Regions from separate parts of the Mus musculus genome. Here regions 1, 2, 3, 5, 6 and 7 are each linked to region 4. Evidence: chromatin contacts called from public promoter capture Hi-C data. All regions are on one chromosome and are shown on one strand. The core of a region is the stretch at or near the end of the contact, and the rest is flanking DNA. Distances in the headings are between cores, read along the strand shown. Region 1 holds the start of Tomm6os (translocase of outer mitochondrial membrane 6, opposite strand). Region 2 overlaps AI661453 (expressed sequence AI661453). Region 3 holds the start of Ccnd3 (cyclin D3). Region 4 holds the start of Polr1c (polymerase (RNA) I polypeptide C). Region 5 holds the start of Taf8 (TATA-box binding protein associated factor 8). Region 6 holds the start of Mrps10 (mitochondrial ribosomal protein S10). Region 7 holds the start of Supt3 (SPT3, SAGA and STAGA complex component).

The links. Promoter capture Hi-C pulls out the DNA fragments that hold promoters and counts their contacts.
Region 1: a contact with region 4 is called in a promoter capture Hi-C map of liver, with 4 times the contacts expected there. The contact joins the promoter of Tomm6os here to the promoter of Polr1c in region 4. A contact is called at or near these places in 4 of 39 promoter capture datasets (hippocampal neurons, liver and pre-B cells).
Region 2: a promoter capture Hi-C map of liver shows a contact between it and region 4, with 3 times the contacts expected there. The contact joins the enhancer-like site here to the promoter of Polr1c in region 4. A contact is called at or near these places in 4 of 39 promoter capture datasets (hematopoietic stem and progenitor cells, hippocampal neurons and liver) and 1 of 115 datasets of contacts at active chromatin or transcription factors (pancreatic cancer cells).
Region 3: a contact with region 4 is called in a promoter capture Hi-C map of hematopoietic stem and progenitor cells, with 4 times the contacts expected there. The contact joins the promoter of Ccnd3 here to the promoter of Polr1c in region 4. A contact is called at or near these places in 2 of 39 promoter capture datasets (hematopoietic stem and progenitor cells and liver), 1 of 484 Hi-C or Micro-C datasets (B cells) and 2 of 9 other capture datasets (adipose tissue and liver).
Region 5: a contact with region 4 is called in a promoter capture Hi-C map of liver, with 3 times the contacts expected there. The contact joins the promoter of Taf8 here to the promoter of Polr1c in region 4. A contact is called at or near these places in 4 of 39 promoter capture datasets (cranial neural crest, hippocampal neurons, liver and 1 more) and 3 of 115 datasets of contacts at active chromatin or transcription factors (astrocytes, microglia and pancreatic cancer cells).
Region 6: a contact with region 4 is called in a promoter capture Hi-C map of liver, with 5 times the contacts expected there. The contact joins the promoter of Mrps10 here to the promoter of Polr1c in region 4. A contact is called at or near these places in 1 of 39 promoter capture datasets (liver) and 2 of 9 other capture datasets (adipose tissue and liver).
Region 7: a contact with region 4 is called in a promoter capture Hi-C map of pre-B cells, with 2.4 times the contacts expected there. The contact joins the promoter of Supt3 here to the promoter of Polr1c in region 4. A contact is called at or near these places in 1 of 39 promoter capture datasets (pre-B cells) and 1 of 115 datasets of contacts at active chromatin or transcription factors (pancreatic cancer cells).

The regions. Positions count from the first base shown.
Region 1 is chr17:47,686,160-47,688,883 of GRCm38.p6, forward strand. Tomm6os (translocase of outer mitochondrial membrane 6, opposite strand) reads left to right here and starts at 1,451. Exons shown (of 3, transcript NR_045945.1): 1 at 1,451-1,958; 2 at 2,409-2,490; 3 at 2,571-2,724. Gm20517 (predicted gene 20517) reads left to right here. Exons shown (of 9, transcript NR_157366.1): 9 at 1-580. It overlaps Usp49 (ubiquitin specific peptidase 49), which reads left to right. Exons shown (of 7, transcript NM_198421.2): 7 at 1-580. It overlaps Tomm6 (translocase of outer mitochondrial membrane 6), which reads right to left and starts at 2,227. Exons shown (of 3, transcript NM_025365.3): 1 at 1,740-2,227; 2 at 1,029-1,129; 3 at 486-849. The coding sequence starts at 1,867. The coding sequence ends at 1,033. It also overlaps Prickle4 and a transcript of Frs3 not described here.
Region 2 is chr17:47,444,937-47,447,993 of GRCm38.p6, forward strand. AI661453 (expressed sequence AI661453) reads left to right here. Exons shown (of 5, transcript NM_145489.2): 2 at 1,629-1,735. Among named protein-coding and RNA genes, the nearest start is that of AI661453, 9.8 kb to the left of the region's middle. Within about 2 kb of position 1,320, at least 22 of the 459 cell types and tissues checked have an H3K27ac peak or open chromatin away from gene starts, as enhancers often do. A contact at or near this core is called in liver and pancreatic cancer cells, where this site is marked.
Region 3 is chr17:47,592,086-47,594,821 of GRCm38.p6, forward strand. It overlaps Ccnd3 (cyclin D3), which reads left to right and starts at 1,382. Exons shown (of 5, transcript NM_007632.2): 1 at 1,382-1,767; 2 at 2,649-2,736. The coding sequence starts at 1,570.
Region 4 is chr17:46,246,614-46,249,430 of GRCm38.p6, forward strand. It overlaps Polr1c (polymerase (RNA) I polypeptide C), which reads right to left and starts at 1,432. Exons shown (of 9, transcript NM_009085.2): 1 at 1,282-1,432; 2 at 1,116-1,187. The coding sequence starts at 1,350. It overlaps Yipf3 (Yip1 domain family, member 3), which reads left to right and starts at 1,467. Exons shown (of 9, transcript NM_145353.2): 1 at 1,467-1,715; 2 at 2,228-2,425; 3 at 2,566-2,672. The coding sequence starts at 1,635.
Region 5 is chr17:47,500,878-47,503,839 of GRCm38.p6, forward strand. Taf8 (TATA-box binding protein associated factor 8) reads right to left here and starts at 1,414. Exons shown (of 9, transcript NM_022015.4): 1 at 1,354-1,414; 2 at 407-563. The coding sequence starts at 1,392.
Region 6 is chr17:47,367,332-47,370,341 of GRCm38.p6, forward strand. Mrps10 (mitochondrial ribosomal protein S10) reads left to right here and starts at 1,556. Exons shown (of 7, transcript NM_001146212.1): 1 at 1,556-1,623. The coding sequence starts at 1,576.
Region 7 is chr17:44,775,676-44,778,554 of GRCm38.p6, forward strand. Supt3 (SPT3, SAGA and STAGA complex component) reads left to right here and starts at 1,491. Exons shown (of 12, transcript NM_178652.3): 1 at 1,491-1,753. It also overlaps a transcript of Runx2 not described here.

The DNA of each region.
Region 1 (2,724 bases), core at 201-2,700, 1.4 Mb after region 4:
CAAAGCGGCTGGTGCATAAAAAAAGTTTTAAAATACCCAGTCAATTGACTACATGAAACTATGGAGACCCCGTCTCTACCGCCACCTGGTTCCCTGGTACAGGAGTCTTTCTGTGCTGGTTTCTGCGTGCCTGGAAGAACACCAGACAGCAGCACCAGTGTGAATTTCAGGGTAGGGAGCACCTTTGTTTGTGAAGGAAGCTGCTTCCTTGTGCTCCCTGACACGTTTGTCTCCACCCACACATCACTGTCCACTCCTGCCACCAGGTCTCACTCTATCCCAACAATGCCTCCCTGGTCCCTGGAGAACCCACCTGGCAAACTAAAACGACAACCACCACCTTCTTCCTACAGGAAGACTCAGCAGTAGGAACTGCTCAAGAATCAGCTTTGCGGCACGTGTGCATCCCTGGGAAGTGGGTGGTCCCATTCCCATTTCATCTCCACTGCAGATCATGTTTGGGGCTCATGCCTGTCTCTTGAGTGTGAAATACAAGTCATGTTTATTTGATTTTTGTAAGCGGACTTTTTACACCTTGTTTTTGTAATAAGTTTCTTATTAAAAGAATAAAATACCTGTCTTTTATGTGCAGGCTTTATTTGAAATCTTTTTCAAGAACCATTACTACTCTTCAGGACAAGGGCAAGGACCATCTTCTGCAGAAAGTTGGGAACTGCACACAGAACCGTGCAGAGGCAACATCTCAGCCGACACTGGGGGATGGGGGGGCAGTGGGGGGGGGTTCAGGCAAGGAGAGGGAGTCAACTTCAGCTGCCACTCAGGTAGGATCTTGTGGTCACAGACAGTAGGCTGTCTTTGGAAAGTCTGAATACACAGGAGTTCCATTCTCTGTAAGCAGATAACAGCATCAGAAACGGGGAAACACAGGAGAACTGCTCTCACCTAGAAACACAAGGGCAAGGCTTTACCCCAAGAATCTTCCCTACTTCTGTGACTAGCTGACAGAACATACTGCTGTCTTCATCTTTTAGGATTCCTGAAATAGGCAGGGGAAAGTGAAGTCTTACCTGGCTACACCCCTGGCTGAGGGGCCATCAAATCAATGTCACTCAAGTTCCTGGCCAGCCAGACTCCCGCAGCAAAGAGTCCCAAATTGAGGATCAAGTTCCTGGGTCAAGAATACATTTCATTAACCCTACAGTCCGAGAGTCTCATGCAGCTAATGACATACTATGGCAAGTTTCCTCTCAGCACCACCTTCTGGAGGTGCTGACTGACACCTGATACAGGGGTATGTCCTCCTAATATGCACATGAGAATTTTACGTTCGCATCTACTAACACAAGCCAAGGCCAACTTAGTACTCTGCGGGGGCTAAAATTTGCTTATGCGTTGGCACCCCTTCCCTGCCTTCTAGGTTAGGGCGATTTCTTTAAAAATATGACGTTCTTTAATTTGTGTATGTGCGTGCGCGTGCACGCGACACAGCGCACGTGTGGAGGTCAGTACAACCCGCAGGGGTTGGTCTCTTCTTGTACCCTGCGGGTCTCATGGATCGGCGGGTCCCATGGATCCCAAATCCTCAGGCTTGGCGTCTGAACTATCGCTGTAGCCCGGAGCGTCATTCCTTGAAAGCCACGTGACAGGGTGTCTTTTGCCACCACGAGACCACAAGGTTCTCAAAGCGATAAAACCTCTGGGGATGCATGCCAGACTCACCAGGTAAGGAAATACAAGTTTAAGTTTATGAGGACCAGAGACGGCCCGGGCTTGGTTACCTCCGGAAGTCGTTTCGATCGGTGGCGAAGCGGAAGACACCGCGGAGCCAGTCTCCCACGTTGTCTGGAACCTCTGAGGCCTCGCTGGCCGACCCGGCGGCGCTCACCGTCACTCCGCTGGAAGCCATACCAGCACTAAGCACGTACCAACCGAGCGTCGCACCGGGTCGTCGCAAGCCGATTGCGCAACTTCCGATCTCCGCACTTCCGCCGATCAGCGTAAGAAATGAGCGAGAAGGCCCGCCCCCACCTCCTCCAGGAGTTCGTAGAGCCAGGACGCCTGATCGGAGGCGGAGCCCCGCGGCCCCGCCTCCCAGGGACGGGGGTCGGTTCCCAGTGCTGCTCTACAACCCAGTTAGTTTAAGCAAGGTGATGACGGTGAGGCTAGCCCAGCCTCTGCGGATAGGGGTTAGCTCACCCTGTAGGCGCTGGGCAGTGGGATGCTCCCAAGAAAGTGTCTTTCAGGTCAGAGAGCGTGCAGTACCAATGGGATTATCCCGCGTGCCTGGCTGCCTTCTGTGTCCGGTCTTTACACAGCACAGCCTTGTTATCTCGCTACATAAGTCCCCCCACCCCACCCCACCCCAATCCCACCACCCTGATCTCCAGGCCGCGCCACTAACAAATGGTGCAGTGCTTCCTGGAGATGTCTCTGTCATCTGCTTGCAGGTTTTCGGGGGTCTTCCAGGGCTCTGGAAGGCGCTGGCCAAAGAAAAAGCCTTCGGGTTCCGACTCAGAGGAAGAGGAGCAGGTGGGGCAGGGGCTGTCCTCTATGGGACTCCCGGGTGTCTGTGGGCCGTCTCTATCCTGCCGTTTGGATGCCCCATTCAGGGTTTCCAGGGTGAGAGTGGGAACTGCAGAGAGAAGCGCAGCTCGGGAGGTGATCTTGTCATCCGAGGAGGCACGGTTCCAGCCGACGCTTGGATCGGGTCCTTCTTCCTCTGTTCCAAACCCATCAGAAATGCCCATCTCAGAGCCCCCAAGT
Region 2 (3,057 bases), core at 70-2,569, 1.2 Mb after region 4:
ATGCCAGCAACAGTGTCCAGGCGTCAGGGCTGGGTCGTGGGGCCTGTGAGACAGTGATGACAGAATGCCCACCCTCTCGGGCACACGAAGGGGTCGGGCTCGGAACAGGCTCTGTTCTAGACACCTGTGGGCTTCGGCAGTCAGCGTTCCCTGCTTCATGATACCCATGGTCTGTGTGCACAGTCCACAGACCAGAGCCTGACAAGCCAGACCAGGACATCATGTTCACTCCCAGTGCTCTGAGAACTGTGTTCTGGAACAATGGTGGGCACAGTGGAGCTGTTATCCGGGGACCCGTGGGGGGATGGAGAGTCTCGAGTGCGCCCTGCCACCACCTCCCATCGCTGGGTACCCTTATTACATCAAACACCCCCCCCCCCCGAGTCTTCTGGAGCAAAAGCCACCTGCACAATTCTGAATTCTGTTCAATTTCCTCCTAAAATGTGTACGGTTGTTTTCTAACCAGCACCACCAAGGGTCTGGTTCATTGGGATTTATTTATTTGGGACAGGGTATCACGATGCAGACTTGGCTACCCTGGAACTCTGCCTGCCTTTGCCTCCTGAGTTCTGGGATTAAAGGCGTGCACCACTACCCTGGGCTCTATTTAATTGTGAGATTCTGACCTCTTTCCTCTCTGGCTGGAGAGAAGAAGGTCCCTCATTCCCTCAGGTCTGTTAAATAGGGCAACCGCCTTCTGTACGTATGACCCACAAAGCAGGAGGCCTGTGGATGTGACAGTACGCACGGACGTGGGAGGAAATGGCGAATTCTTATCAGTGGTGTCAAAGGTCGTGAGAGAGACTGGTTGTGAACCTTGCAACTCACTGGTCCGTGGCTTTAGGTACAGCCCAGAGCAGGGTCTGGAGGGTCTATTCTGTGTCATCTTCCCTCCGGGTTAGGGATCACATTTAGTTCAGTCCCTCTGTATACTGGCCACACGTATACCCCATAGCTGATATATAAAGTTGACATTCTCACTTCCGTTGGGCAGATAGGACACCTAAGGTTTGGGGGAGGTTAAACAACGTTTACAACCAGTGGGATTTTTTTTTAATGTATTTTTGCTGCACTAATTCTTTTGCTCTCTCTCTATTCTGCAGTCAAGGGTACACTGAAGCAAGATGGCACGCGCACACACAGACACACACAGACAAGGGCACGGACACACAATGGTGGTGGTGGGTTGGGGTCAGGAAGTGCTTGACCTAGAGAGGGGTGCTGGCCACAGGGGACAGCAGGAGGCTCCTCTGCTCTGCTTGTTCCAGATTAGCAATGCAAACACTTGAGAGAAATGTCAGATAAGCTTCGCCCTCCACCGCCCAGGCCTCTGCCTGGCTCTCAGGGGCAGGTGCTGTGTGAATGTGGAGGGCTGGAAGGGTGTACTGGAGGGTGTCAGGAGAGTGATGGCGGCTGTGGGCCAAAGCCTCGGGCACCCACCCCAGTCTGCTCCACAACGGGACCTCGCCATTTCCACAAGCAATCTCATCGCCACAACCACGGGATCTCACTGTGTTAGAGTGTGAAAGCCCGCAACCCCAAGGCTTGGTTTCCTCTCTGGGATCTGCAGGTGGCCTGGTCCCCTTCTTTGACGCCCAGCTCACTGCACCCCTCTCTGCCTTTCATAGATGGGATCTATTATGGAGACAATCGGTTCAACACTGTGAGCGAATCGGGAACAGCCACGCTGAAAGCCCGGCCACGAGTCCGGCCCCTGTTGACTTTCATTCCTCTGGTGAGTATGCTCACTGCCCAGAGTCTGTTCTAGGTGGGCCACCTCACCTGCCAAAAATGGAGCAGGTCTGCCACATCCGCCTCGCCCACTGTCCACTCCCTTCCTTCCTGATGCCAACCCGGGGAGGCTTCTGGGAAGAGGCAGGGCTGAGACTCATAGCAGGAAGCTCGAGATCAGGAGAGGCACCCAGTGGTGGGGGCCAACTTGAACCCAGCAGGAGTTTTTTTTTTTCTCATTCCTGATGGCCACTGGTTGCCTGCCTGCCAGGCCCTGGATGCAGGGAGGATGTAGTTGGCATTACTTGTGCCCGCTCTAGGAGATGCTGCCCAGTAGAGCATTGGCCAGGCAGAGGCAGCCGGTGTTATTTACAAGGGATGATCAAGAAGGGCTTCCTGGAGGAGGCAGAATCTGAATTTCCTCATAGGATAAATAGTTGTGACACTTGGGAGAAGGGCATTTGAGATAGATTCTTTTGTGTTTATGAAACTACAGGAAACCAAAAGCTCTCATCTTTTGTTCCAAGATAGGATCTTGCTAGCCCTGGCTAGCTTGAATCGCTCAGTGGTTTTCCTGCCTCTGCCTCCCAAGTGCCAGCATTACAATTTCACCGAGCAAAGCAAACATCTATCTATTTATCTATCTATCTATCTATCTATCTATCTATCTATCTATCTATTATTATATAATATATAATATATATAATATATTATATATATGTATTATACATATATGTATATATAATGTTTATGAGTGTTCTGCCTTCATGTATATCTGTACACCATGTATGTACAGTGGTCACCAGAGGCCAGAAGAAGTTATCAGAAGCCCTAGAGGCAGAATTACAGGCACTTGTGAGCAGCCGTGTGAATGCTGGGAATCAAACATGGGTCCCCTCTAGAAGCCATCTCTCCAACCCCAAATAAATAGCTTAAAGGCCACAGTTGGGATTTTGCTCTTTGATAAGTAGAAGAGACTCCAAAGAACCACTCAGGAGTCCTGGCAAGATGGCTCAGTGGGCCAAGGTGCTTGCCATCAAATCTGATGATTTAAGCTTGATTCCCCAGAACCCATGGTGAAAAAAGAGAACAGATTCCTGCAGCCTGCCCGCTGACCTCCACATTTGGGCTGTGGCATGTGCTTGCTGCCTGCCTCTCCCCCACGCAAAATAAATAAGTAAATGTACAAAACAAACCCCCACTGGATAAATGGTTCTGTTCTCCTAAGGCTGTTCGATCCAAGTCTCCCGTGTGGTTTTAAAGGGGCTCTATTAAAAGTAAAATCGAAAACATCTTGTATGGGAGTTCATGCCTACAGTCCCAGCA
Region 3 (2,736 bases), core at 132-2,631, 1.3 Mb after region 4:
ACTCTTATTTAGACTAGGCTGGCTTTGAACTCAAAGAAATCTGCTTGCCTCTGTCTTCAAAGTGCTGGGATTAAAGGGGTGCTCTGTCATGCCTGTCTTCCTTCCTTCCTTCCTTCCTTCCTTCCTTCCTTCCTTCCTTGTTATTTGAGTCATCTGACATGGGTCTGGCTGGCCTGGAATTCTCCATGGGCTATTATCATTTGGTTTGCTTGGTTTTGTGATAAAATCTTATATAGCCCAGGCTGCTCCTGAACTCATTAGGAAGCAGACAGTGACCTTAATCTTCTGATCGTTTCTGGGTTCTGCAGTGCTGGGGATTGAGCCCTGGGCTCTGAGCATGCTAAGCAAGAGCTCTACCACCTGAGATATATCTGCAGCCCACCCCCTGCCACCGTGTGTGTGTGTGTGTGTGTGTGTGTGTGTGTGTGTGTGTGTGTGGAGAGAGAGAGAGAGAGAGAGAGAGAGACTCTAGGCAGGCCTTGAATTGTCTGTATAGTGGATAGTGGATCCTGGTGTTAAGCCAACACTTCCCTGGGTCTGAGATTACTGGCTTGCTCCACCACAGCCAGCACCAAATGGCTTTTTATATGCTGATTTTGACCAACACTGCTCACACCTCCGTTGGTGCAACGCAGTGTCCCATTCAGCAGACCTGAGAAACTGCATTTCTTCTTTTGCTTTTTATTTTCGTTGTGTATGTGCATGAAGGTGTGTGCGCACATGCTACATACAGCCTTGGTGTAGAAGTCAGAGGACAGCTTATGGGAGTTGCTCTCTTCTCTTCCATCATGTGGGTCCCAGGGATCACACTCAGGTTGCCAGACTTGATGCCAGGATAGTTTACCCTCTGAGCCATTGAATCGGACAGAAACTACATGCTCCCAGATGCTGCTGCAGATCTGCGCAATTCGTTAAAGTAGACGAGATTCTAAGTCAAGTTTCCCGACGGACCAACAATGAGATCTTTGCAGCTACTATTGTGCCTCAGTATCATGGTCTGCAAAATAAAGCCCAACTCGAGGCCATTCCTAGAAGCCACTTTAGGGTAGGAGTGACCCAACTATGTACAAAGTTATGACCACATTCCCTAGAGCAATGAAATATGACGTATACACGAAGGAATAACTTTTGGCGCCTAGTTCTTTCCTGGGTGGCTAGAATCGCGACGGGGCCCATTGATGGGGAAGAGGGCACCCTTCCAGAAAGTTCTCTCTACCCTCTTGGTCAGAAGGGACCCGAGGGCCCGGAAGCGTGCGGGCCGGAGCCCAGCGGACCAATGGGGCTGCGGGGAGGGAGGGAGGGTATAGCGCCCGCCAGCCCTTTCCGACTGCGGCCCCGCCCCTTAGAACGTTGTGACGTAGGAGCATTCCACGGTTGCTACATCGTCGCGAGGGGCGGGGCGCCTGTCAGGGAAGCGGTGCGCGCGGGTGGCGGGCGGGCTGGGGCTTCTCCGCACAGTGCCAGCGCCAGCGCCAGACCCGCCCGCACCCCGCGCTCTCCCTCACGCGCGTCGCTTCTCCTAGGACTCGCTAACCCGCACTCTTGCTCTCACCCGTGAGCCATCGCAGGATGGAGCTGCTGTGTTGCGAGGGCACCCGGCACGCGCCCCGGGCCGGGCCCGACCCGCGGCTGCTTGGGGACCAGCGTGTCCTGCAGAGTTTACTCCGCCTGGAGGAGCGCTACGTGCCGCGAGCCTCCTACTTCCAGTGCGTGCAAAAGGAGATCAAGCCGCACATGCGGAAGATGCTGGCATACTGGATGCTGGAGGTAAGGCCCGAACGGGTCCCCTCTCCTCACCCCACCCCCACCCCCGGCTCTGGGACAAATTGAACTTTCCCTGTCGGATCTTTGCGATCCCGACCACAATCTGCAAGATGCTTTGGCGGCCCAGACTACTGGGGCCTGGCCTTTTCACACAGGCGCCCTAAGCAGCTGCCTGCGTTCTGTCCCTTTCCTTTCCCCAATCCTGATCGGCTTCTTCTGTGATTTCCAGTCACTTGGCACTGTAACTAAACTTCACTTTGGGTCGGGAAAGCGGGCTAAGGGCCACTCTTTCCCCAGTGGCTTTCCTCGGTGTCTCCTGCTTCCTTCTTCACCCGGTGCTCTCTGGAGGGCGCGTTTGGAAAACCCTGGCCTCGGCCGCCTTAGCCCCAGAACTGGTTCCTGTGTCTATCGCGGGGTTCTGGCGGGGGAAACTGGTGGGTGGGGGTGGCGCAGGCTCGGTTCCGGTCCACAGGGAAATGAAAAGTGCGGGAGACCGCGGCAGGAGTTCCCTCCCTTCCCCCTGGGAGTGTGTGTGCAGTGGGTGGCGGTAATGAGGGTAAGGTCCCAATTCTCTCTAGGTGACCCTTCCGTCCCCCTTCCGCTCGCCGTGGGGGAGGGGAGTCTGGAATCCTTCGTGAGCATGGGCTTCTCTTTTACACCCCCTACTCCGGGGTGGGGAAGAGACCATGCAGAGGAAGTGGGGGGGTCACCTTGGGGAGGGCACATCCTCCTCGGTTATTGATACTTGTCGCTCTAAGTTTATCCCTTCTCGGTTTATTTTTTGCTTCGCATTCCACTCTCCCTCCACCCCCCACCCCCACTTCTCCACGCTGCCGTGTTTCACTTGGTCCTTCCCTAGCAATGACTCGTGCGCCCTCCCTCAGGTGTGTGAGGAGCAGCGCTGCGAGGAGGATGTCTTCCCTCTGGCTATGAACTACCTGGATCGCTACCTGTCCTGCGTCCCCACCCGAA
Region 4 (2,817 bases), core at 182-2,681:
TTTCTCAACTACATTCCCTTGGATTTTGAACACCAATTTCCTTATCTGCTCTTCTTTCTAAATTTCCCCTTCCACCCACACAGTAAACGTTCCTGTCTCCTAGGTTCTAATCCCCTGGCTGACCTCCACCATGCTCCTGGCTCAAGCAAGCACATAGACTTCACAAGCAGGCACCTGAGTGTACCCTCATTCTTGTTCTCCTGCTTGGCAAACGACACAGCCAGCAACAGTTCCCCAGTGCCACTGGAGAAATGGCTCAGCTATTAAGAGCACTTAACTGCCCTTGCAGAAGAACTGGGTTTGGTTCCCAGCACCTGGTGGGACCTAACATTCTCCTCACACTGCAGGGATCACTAACACACAGTGGTGCACAAATACACATGCAGGCAAACACGCATATCAAGAAAGTTTTAGGGTCCTCAAGTTACAAAGTCCTTTCTCTCACACACTGCCTCCCCAGAGCACTGGTGCAAATCGTCTAGTTCTCCCTGCCTTACTCCGTTAGTACTGTCTGGAGTTCATCTATGCCCCCAATTTCAGCCTGCATACACTAGCTGGCAGATTCACCAGAATTCATTCCCTCCTGGCTATCAAGATTGCAAAATGTTATCAGTCTACTCAAAAATTCTAAATTGGGCGTGGTGGCTCATGCCTTTAATCCCAGTGCATGGGAGGCAGAGACAGAAGCAGGTAGATGGCTGAGTTCAAGTCCAGCCTGGACTATAGAGAGAGTGCCAGGGCTAAACAGAAACAGTTTCAAAGTGAATTTTAAAAAAATCATATATAATGAAGCTCCAATCAGGCCTTCACTACTCAACTTTTATTCATAGTTCAAAGCTTAATTCAAATGCCATTCCCTTCACTGACCTTTAACTACGTCCCTTCAGTTAGCTGGATTCAGTGCATCAATGATTCCTGACCATATCCCAGCCATCTTCACCGCTATCTTACTATTCTGGAATAACTTGTCTGTGTGGTCCATTATCCCACCGAGAGCAACCACCGTGTCTGACCCGTCCATGGAGCTCAAGCGTGTTGTATGGAAACAGCGACCCCCACCCCAACCTGCGAGGTCTGGCCCCTCGGGCCGACTGGGCACCTTCAGCTCTACCCACCTTCTCGAAGCGGTTCTGGTCCCAGGCATCATCATAACCGGCGTAGTTACCGGGAAAGTCCGTGGTGTGGACCTAGAGCCAACAGAAAGGGCAGTGTGGCCAGCCTTCACACCAGGCCTCTACTTCCCCGTGCCGCCCTCATCCTTCCCGCGCCCCGATCTCTTACATTGCGAACCCCAAACTCTCCGAGAACCACGCGAGTCCGCATCTCCTCCACCGCCTGAGCCGCCGCCATCTTCCGCCACTCGCTGTAAAAGGAGGCGAGTCCGCGCCTGCGTCTCCGCAGCAACGCTCGGGCTCCCGCAATCTTGAATGTCGCGAGATCTTGCCCCGCCTCTGTCCACGTCCTTCACTTCCGGACGTCAAGTGGGGCCAAACATCCGGGTTTCTCCCTTCGGCGTCCCGGCGGATCCCCACCTTGCCCGGGCGGTCGCCCCTCTGAACCTCTCCCTCCCTCGGACCCGGGTCGCACGCTCTTCCCACGCGCGCGTGCTCCAGCGACGGGAAGCCTCGAGGGACATGGCGACTCCGGCGGCGCCGGCCAGCGGCGTCCGAAATGGTGCTGGCCCGGAATGGGGAGGCTTCGAAGAAAACATCCAGGTATGGAGCGCGCCTGCTGCCAGCAGCCCCGGGCTGGCGGCGTCCGGACGGTGGCTGCTGTTCTCTCTCGCGGGGCCTAGAGGTCGGCTCCGCTGAAACGCAGCCTGTCCCCTTTGAGTCTTCCCGGGGAAGGGTGTAGCTCTTGTGCTGGCGTGAAAGGGACAAACTAGGGCTCCCGCGGGCCTCGGCTCTCTGTGGGGGCTGGAGGCTAGGATCCACTGGCACCCCCTAAAAATAGGCTTGTTTGAGAATTGGGAATGGCAGATGGGCTCTTTTGCAACTCTTTGGAGCTTTGAGGTGGAAAGTAGGAAAACAACGTGGATTGAAAATAAATAGTAGGGTTTCCAGGACCACAAAAGTGACGCGACCAAGAGTTGCCACCACTGAAAGAGTGGCAGTTCCAAGCCATGTCCTCGGCAGTGGAAGATCAAAGCCTCAAGTTGTCAGCTGAGCGGAGAACGGGGAGGATGCAATGGAAGGGCCCCTCACTCTCCGAGCCGTTGTCTTCACAGGGTGGGGGTTCGGCTGTGATTGATATGGAGAACATGGACGATACCTCAGGCTCCAGCTTCGAGGACATGGGTGAGCTGCACCAGCGCCTGCGGGAGGAAGAAGTAGATGCTGATGCAGCTGCTGCAGAAGAAGAGGATGGGGAGTTTCTTGGCATGAAAGGCTTTAAAGGACAACTGAGCCGGCAGGTAGCAGATCAGGTAAGCCAATGGGGAAAAAAAAAAGGACCTATGCATGTCCTAAATTGATCGAGGTTTTCCACTTAGACCCACACGTAAATCTCGCCGAGACTGAATAACAATCTAGAGCCAAGAGTCTCATCATACCCATTTCCCTTCAGATGTGGCAGGCAGGGAAGAGACAGGCTTCCAGGGCCTTCAGCTTGTATGCCAACATTGACATCCTCAGACCCTACTTTGATGTGGAGCCTGCCCAGGTCCGAAGCAGGTGAGGCGCCTTCTCTGAGACATCTGTCCTCACATCTAGACCCTCATCCAGACTTCACTCAGACTCAGAGCCCTGAGCTCTGGTGGACTCCCCTACTTGCAACCCCATTACTGAACTGAACATGTTGTGAATACTTGGTGAAAGG
Region 5 (2,962 bases), core at 164-2,663, 1.3 Mb after region 4:
GAAACCCTGTCTTGAAAAACCAAAGCGGGGAAGGGTTATATTAAAAAACAAAAACAAATTCAAAGACAGAAAGGAGACGTTCTTGGGGCTGTGGAGAAGACCGAATCCAGTGTTGTTCAGGGATACAGGGCTTTGGACATGGATAACGCTGAGAGTTGTGTAACACTTAATGCCACTTAATGCCGCTGCAGACGACTGAAATGACAAGGTTGCTATTTGTGTCTCTCCCACATGTATAAGCATCGAAACAGTCTCATTCTACAATGGACATGTGTGTTTCTTCTGCCTGAAGCTGAGTCTCTAACAGTCTTCCAAGAGAAGGGGAGAGAGAATCTGGGATGGAGTTCACGGAGCTGGGGGGGGGTCTGTAAAGGAAACAGCGGGCCTAGTGTTTCTTGGTACTCACAGCTCTGCAGCATCTCTGTCAGTGTCTCCACAGACGCTTTCTCGGCACTCTCAAATCCCGCCTCTGTCAGCAAGGAGCTCACAACCACTTGCAGGGTCCTCCTCCGGGCCAGATGGTAGTTATCAGCAGGGTTAGTGGATTGCTTACTTCCCGGTCTCTGGAAATCAGAAGCCCAGAGTGAGACTTTGAACCACTAGATGTGTGTGTTTTGCGCGCGTGTGTGTGTTCCTGCGAGTGCAGGTGCCGCGCTGGCCCGGATTCCGTGAAGCAGGAGTTACAGGTGATTGTGAGCCACTCCACCAAACTCAGGTCCTCTGAAAGACCAGCAAGTCCGTCTTAACCACTAAACCATCTCTCCAGCCCCATTCACTTCTTTCTGGAGCAAAGTTACAGGAGCGGGTCTGTGGTGGGCACGCCTTTATTCCCAGCACCCGGGAGGCAGAGGCAGGCGCGAGAGGAGGCAGGAAGAGAGAGGGAAAAGCAAAGGAAGAATATATACACGAATGATGGTACTGAGCGAATAAATCTACTATCTTCTTGTCCCATCACACCATTTCAGTAACCAGGAAAATTAAACCAGCTACCACCACAGGATGCAGAGGAGAGCTAGGCATCACCGCAGAGAAAGGCAGAGCAAGTAAATATTTTACGAAGTTCCAACTTCGGCCGGCCAGTAAGAGGATAAAAACAGCCTCTTCAGACCAATCAGAAGGAGTTCCGGGTTCCCACCTCAACAAGGAACAAGCCAATCAAGTCTCAGATGCAGCAATTCAGGAGGCCGCTGCCAAAAGCCAAGCAGCGGGGACCGCCTACGGCCAGAGATACTCTCCAGCCCCGGGTCTCAGAGCGGGCCTGGGCTTCTCGGTTCGAGACCGTGGCCCAAACCGTGGGAGAGATCCAGAAGACCCAAACTCTTTCGGCTTCACGCCGCGCCTCTCCACCCTTACCGTTCCGGAGCCACCAGGCCCGGCCGCCGTGTCAGCCATCTTGCTCTTGCGTAGTGTGCGTGAGCGCGGGGCACGATGGGACTTGTAGTTGCGGGGTGGGAGGTGGAGAAGGGCGGGGCCGCGGGTGCCCCGCCTTATAGAAAAGCTCTACGAACACGTGTGAGTCTGGGGTGGGGGTGGAGGGAGCTCGGGATAGCCCAAGCTCACGTGGCGTTGTGTGACCCAAGCTTTCTTGGACACTTAAGTCAGTAGCTGTAGCAATTGATCTGGAAGACGCACTGTGAGATGCACTGAGTTAAAAGAAACATATTTTGTCCAGGAGCCTGCCGTCTGTAATCCTAGCACTTTGGAGCTGAGACCAGAGGATCTAGAGTTCCAGGCTAGCGTGGGCTATGCAATGAATTAAAGGCCAGTTTAGGACTACATAAGGAGACCCTTTCCCTGAAAAGAAAAGAATAAAAATAAAAACAAAAACAAAGCCATTTGTATGAAGTAAGTTCTCAGAAATACACTAAGAATACAATTTGGGTCTGGAGAGATGGCTCAGCGGTTAAGAGCACTGATTGCTCTTCCAGAGGTCTTTAGTTCAATTCCCAGCAACCACGTGATGGCTCACAACCATCTACAATGAGAACTGGCGCCTTCGCAGGGCCTTGGTGGTGCACGACTTTAATCCCAGCACTTGGGAGGCAGAGGCAGGTGGAGTTCTGAGTTCGAGGCCAGCCTGGTCTACAGAGTGAGTTCCAGGACAGCCAGGGCTACAAAGAGAAAACCCTGTAAAAAAAAAAAAAAAGAAAAAGAAAAAGAAAAAGAAAAAGAGGGGCTGGTGAGATGGCTCAGCGGTTAGGAGCGCCGACTGCTCTTCCAAAGGTCCTGAGTTCAAATCCCAGCAACCACATGGTGGCTCACAACCATCCGTAATGAGATCTGATGCCCTCTTCTGGTGTGTCTGAAGACAGCTACAGTGTATATAATAAATAAATAAATATTTTAAAAAAAGAAAAAGAAATCTGGCGCCCTCTTCTGGTGTGTCTGAAGACAAGACCAATATACCCACATGTATGCAATAAATAAATATTTAAAAACAAAAAAACACTTTGGTTCTGCTTGCTCTTCCAGAGGTTCTGAGTTCTATTCCCAGCAGCCACATGGTGGCTTACAATTATCGGTAATGGGATCCAATGCCCTCTTCTGGTGTGTCTAAAGACAGCTACAGTGTGTGTATTCATATAATTGAAACAAATAAATCTCTTTTAAAAATACACTTTGGGGCAGAGAGGTGGCTCAGTAGTTAAGAACACATACTGGGCTGGAGAGATGGCTCAGTGGTCAATCAGAGCACTGACTCTTCTTCCTGGGGTCCTGAGGTCCTGAGTTCAATTCCCAGCAACCACATGGTGGCTCACAACCATCTGCAATGAGTTTGGATGCCCTCTTCTAGTGTGTCTAAAAGACAGCTACAGTGTACTCATATACATAAAATAAATAAAATCTTAAAAAAAAAAAAAAGAACAAACACATACTGCTCTTGGAGATGACCCAAATTTGAGCACTCATATTGAGTGTCACAACTGCCAGGTAGATGATGGGAACTGAATCTCTGGAAGAG
Region 6 (3,010 bases), core at 306-2,805, 1.1 Mb after region 4:
TGGGTGAGAAGCCATCATGAAGGACCATACGGAGAGATGGATGCAAAGTCTAGAGGTAGTAAAGAGATTAAGGTTGGGGTACTGTCAGAACAGATCATTGGCTGAGAGGGGCCACCAGAGCTAATTCTGAGGACACTTCTGGGTTGCCTGTGCAGGTAGGGCATAGCCAAATCCAGCCACACACTAGTTAAAGATTCTGTTTCCATATAGAGATCACATATAGGCCCGCCTGAGGGGCAGGAAAGTGGTCCATATTCATAAATCTCTCATCAGTTGTGCCATCTGGACATTCTACCCTTTGCTTAGTTCTCTGGCCTGCCAAATAAGAATTAATGCCTGCTTGTGGGAGACCCAGCTTTACATTGGCATGATGGTTTATGGAGATATAGTATTGGCTAGTTTTGTGTGTCAACTTGACCCAAGCTGGAGTCACTGGAGAGGAAGGAGCCTCAGTTGAAGACATATCTCCATACGATCCAACTGTAAGGCATTTTCACAACTGCTGATCTGTGGGGGAGGGCCCAGCCTACTGTGGGTGCTGCCATTCCTGGGTTGGTAGTTCTGGGTTCTATTAGAAGGCAGATTGAGCAAGCCATGGGAAGCAAGCCAGTAAGCAGGACCCCTCCATGGCCTCTGCATCAGCTCCTGCCTCCAGATTCCAGCTCTGCTTGAGTTCCTGTCCTGACTTCCTCCAGTGATGGACTGTGATCTGGAAGTGCAAGCCAAATAAACCCTTTCCTCCCCAGCTTGCTTTTTGATCATGTTGTTTTGTAGCAGCAATAGAAACCCTTACTAAGACATATACTTTGTTTCATTCGCATTAAGTTGACCCTTATTCATTTTCCCAACAACCTCTTAAGGCCCAGGATGTAGAAGAGATGTCACAAATTCAGGATGACATTTATCATGTAGCATTTTAATCTCATTTAATCCTCTACTGCAAGTATGATTTGTTCTCATCTCTACTTGGCAAGTGAAAGAAAAAAAAAAAAAAAAAGGGGGTTCAAAGTACGGAAGAAATTTGATCAAGTCACCCACCTAAATAGAAACCAGAGCGCCTAAGTGTGGAGCTTCCATTATGCTAAATTGCATGGGAAGGCATTTTGAAAAACACAATTTAGAAAAATCCATTAACAAGCCTGGCATTCCGATGGTGTGAACAAAGTTTAAGAATGAAACGCCTTTTGCAATAAGGTAAAATGTTAGAATTTGGACTCAGTAGCAGCAGCAACTTCCTTCCCAAGTATTTCTGTTGTGTTTGTCTCTAAGCAAACAGAACCACCCAAGACAAATAGGATCTTAGGATAGACAGCGTATAGATAGAACCTGGGAGTTTATCCAGACGGCGGAAGCGACGCATCCACTCAAAACCTTAAATGAATGAGTGAATAATAAATAAGTAAATAAATAAGAAAATAGAAAATTTAAAATATAATTTTAAAAAAATTCAAGGAGCACCGTCTCTATGGTTGTTTCAGTGTCGGAACACAGGAGACACTCTTTCCTTTTCGAACTCTATGGTTCGCGAACAATGCTGTGACCCCGGAAGCGGTCCTGGGCGATCAGGGCACCAAGATGGCGGCGCGCGCAGCGTGTGTGGCTCTGTGCCGGCGCCTGCAGCAGGTAAAGGGGTGGGCGTGGGGTCCCGGCTGCCGACGGCGCCGTCATCGTCGAGTCTCGCTGCCACCCTCTGCCCGACCCGTACGGAGTCATCCTCCGTTGGAGGAAGTTATTAGAAAGTGACAAGAAAAGGGCAGGTTTTTCTCTCGAGGGACCCTACATAAATTGGCAAGACGGGAGCGAGAACCGTAAGACGTCAGAGCAGGAAGGATGAGGAAAACGCGTTCAGAGCCCTCCCTCCACGGTAGAGAGGGCCATGGAAACCGTGAGCTCAGAGAAGACAACGCTGGTCTCGGATTCTTAGGAACCGAGCCAGCAAACGCTGGGTCACATAAAGCCCCGGTGCAGCCCCACTGGGACGCCCTGCTCGCCTCCACGGCTGAGGAGGTGACCCGAGAGCTCCCAGGTCAGGGGAATGGGTCAGATCTCCCTCGAGAGGGTCTTTGAAAAAGGAAAACTTGCCTGGAGTTCGCATGGCATGAATCACAGCACTGGGGAAAGGAGGCAGGCGGACGAACTTCTGGGTTCGAAGACAGCCAGGTTATGTATTGAGATCCTATCACAAAAATAATTTAAATTAAAAACAAAAAAACCAGGCTGTTCTCAAGAACTTTGGTCTTGAAACTTTTGTGACTCTTCTCAATGGTCATTTAGTAGTTTTGAAAATAATGCTCAGAACTGGGTCAGATGGCTGACCCTGAAATAGCATTACTTGTAAAACCTGGCTTGCATATTGAGGCCCTGTCCCAAAATAAACGAATTCTTTAAAAAAGGAAGAGCTGACACTGTGGCTCGGTTGCTCAAGGGCCTAATGCCTAAAGCTGGCCCTGTCGGCCCCACAGCAGCATGTAACCCAGAGGTGGTGGCCCACACCTGTAATACCAGCCCTTGAGAGGCCAAAGCAAGAGGCGCACGCCTTTAATCCCAGCACTCGGGAGGCAGAGGCAGGCGGATTTCTGAGTTCAAGGCCAGCCTGGTCTACAAAGTGAGTTCCAGGACAGCCGGGGCTACACAGAGAAACCCTGTCTCGAAAAAAAAAAGGATCAAAGATTCCAAAAAGTTTGTTTTTCATACTAGAGATTGAACCCAGGGCCTTGCTTACACCAGACAAGGGTTCTGCCACTGAAGCCCATTTGTAGCCTTCTGTGGGACTCGAGTGGTCTGCTAGGGTTGCCGAGCCATCACTCCAGCCTCGATATCGTCCCAGGTTAGTTAACACTTTAGAAAGCCTGCTTTCCAAAGCAGAAGCAAATTTGAAGAAGAGTAAGCCTGGGACGCAGCCTTCCAGCAAAGGCAGCTTTTCTCTCGTTAGTTTTCGCATACCATCTTTTACTAGATGGTACAACCCACGCAGCTCTGGAAGACTCCACTGAACACCAAATGGAGAATG
Region 7 (2,879 bases), core at 241-2,740, 1.5 Mb before region 4:
TTGGCAATGTACTAAAAAAGTCTTTTCACCTTTTGTATATAATCTAGTCTTAATTTTTAAGGAAATAATGACAATTTTTGGCTACTTTCCCATATAGCTCGCACTCAGCTTTGGGCAGAGTGAGCCTGGATCTTACACTTCATGTTGACCCTCCACATCCTAAATCTACTCTTGGAAGTGTATTTGGCAAATATTGAAGTGTCTGGCAGTTACAGAGGACTAAGCACAAGACAATTGCAATCCAGAGAGGAGATGATCAGATGAATGGCTGTTTTAAAGACACTCAGCAAATAGGATTATTTCAGAACTCATACATTCATAGGCAAGACATTAATGAAGTAAGTAGTGCTTGAAAAGACCTGGTAAAGGTGAATGTGATGGTTTGTATATGCTCGGCGCAGGGAATGGCACTATTAGAAGGTATGGCCCTGTTGGAGTAGGTGTGTCATTGTAGGTGTGGGCTTTAAGACCCTCATCCTTGCTGCATGGAAGCCAGTTTTCTACTACCATCCTTCAGATGAAGATGTATAACTCTCAGCTCCTCCTGCACCATTCCTGCCTGGATGCTGCCATGCTCCTGTCTTGATAATGGACTGAACCTCCGAACCTGTAAGCTAGCCACAATTAAATGTTCTTTTAAGAGTTGCTTTGGTCATGGTATCTATTCACAGCAGTAAAACCCTAGCGAAAAAAGTGACTAATATAAATAATAATAGTAAAAATAATATAATAAAAATAATATTTGAAATGGTAGGATAGTGGATATTTTCTTTTCTAAACAGCCGAGTGAAAACATCACACACAATTGTCTCCAGTTCATTAAGGTACTACACCTGCAACCATCAAACACGGGAAGACAGGTCATACATACAATTCAATATAAGTGGTGCAAGGAAAAATCACCACTGCTTGTTTATAAAGCTTCCCCAATAGTGAAAGTTATTAACTAAAGCATGCTTTTTAAAGTAATGGAACTTTGTAGAAAGGAACGGGGGTGGGGTGGGGTAACTTTGCAGATGAGTTTTCACAGGCTTTCGATTTTGCGCAAGGGCCGGTAGGGGTGGGTAGGTGGGTGTTCCCAGGTCCTAGAACGGACTGAGTCCTCACACAGTGCTTCTCTGAGGAGAGAGTCTTTCCTAACTCTGCGCCCCTTTGTCATTGGAAACAATTCTGGTCACCTGACCAACCCCTGAAGAGAAGCTTGCATAGACCTTCTCCCAGTGCAGATCACCGACTCTCAATAATCCTAGCTCCTCGGGCTCACTCCTACGGTCTGCAGAGTCACCACAGGCCAAATCCAGCTCCTCTGCCAGATCGCTCACTCGACTCATCACAACTCCCGCTCTGAGGCTCCGCCGCGTGGCTGCGGGCCGCTCCGTACGCCGAGGCGGGAGCGCGAAGCCCCGCCCCCGGAGTGTGGCGGAAGTAGAAGAAGCAGGCCCGCGACCGCGCGCGCTGGCCAGCCGGGTGCGCATGCGCTCTCGCCGCACGGCTTGGCCCGTCCCTCTAGTCACCCCAGGCTCCGCTACCCCCGCCCCGCCCCTCATAGTGGCGCTCTCGCCATCTTACCCCCACCCCCTCCAGCCTAGCTCAGTCACCTTTTCCCTTTCTACAATCTCTGGTTCCCCCCACTCCCCGCCCCCCTGCCCGTCGTGTCCCGGGGCCGCCGCCGCCGCAGACACCGCGCCATCTCTGTCCCCTCTCATTCTCCACGCGGGACGCGCAGCCGTGCCTCCACGTGTCTTAAGCAGAGGTTGTGGGGGCGCGTGGGGGCGGCGGGGAGTGGGGCGAGGTCATGGGAACTTGAGGGACGTCGTGGCAGCCAAATGCCTGGCCCGGGGCTGCGGGCCCAGCCGGATGCAGGCCGCCGAGCGTGGGGTGCCCCGTGGCTCCTCCCCGTTGTCGGTGGGCGTGAGGCAGGGGAGCCCTCGGGGCCGGGCGGAGAGGCACCGTTTAGGCTTGTCACCCAAATGGGTGGGAAGTCCTCCAAGAAGGCAAGCTAGGAAGCTAGGAAGTGGTAGTGGAAGGAAGTGCAGTGTGCATGCAGGCTGAGGGACAGAGGACACAGAGATGTTGCTGTCAGAGCTCGCCTCTGGGACCCCTGGGGAAATAAATCATTTAGCCGGTGGTGTCGGGGGGTATAGATGGGGATCATCGCAGCCTAGCTCAAAACTCAGGTTTATGGGAGAAGATCTGTGTGCTAAAAGCTTGTATCACGCCAGCTGTGATTAATTACGTTTGAGCTCCAAGGAAATTGTCTGTCATCTTGCCTTCTATATTGGAAGTCAGGCTAGTTGATGTGACAAGTGATAAGAGTTATAGGGATAGTGGAATATATTTGACGGTCAGACAGGATCCCAGTAGCAGTGTTGTTACTGAACACCCGGATTAAAATTAGCTTTATGTCCTTGGAATTAGTAGACTCAGGAAGAAACCAGTACATATTTATCTGGGATAAAACCTGAGTTCTCAGTATTTTTGAGTTAGTTCACTGTTAAAAGATTTACTTAAAGAAAGAAACAACTGGTAGAATTTCTGCGTGTTCCAGCGAGGCGGAATATGACTACTAAGATAATGTTTTGCACAACCAGACCTTACTTTAACCATACTATTGCAAGCTTCCCACCCTTTTCCGGCTGCACTGCCCAAGGGGACTTTATGCCAAGCTGGAAATGCTATACTCTATGGGCTACCAATATGGTAACCACCGGGTGCAGGTGGCTCTGATGAGCTTGATTTTTTAATTGGTTAGCAAATTAATTACAATGTAAGTAAGTAGACACACAGGCATGGTGCTTATTGCATGGGATCCCACAGGTCTGAAAAAGTTGAGAGATTGAGAGCCAGTTGCAGTTTTTTATTTGGTTGAGTTTTAAGTC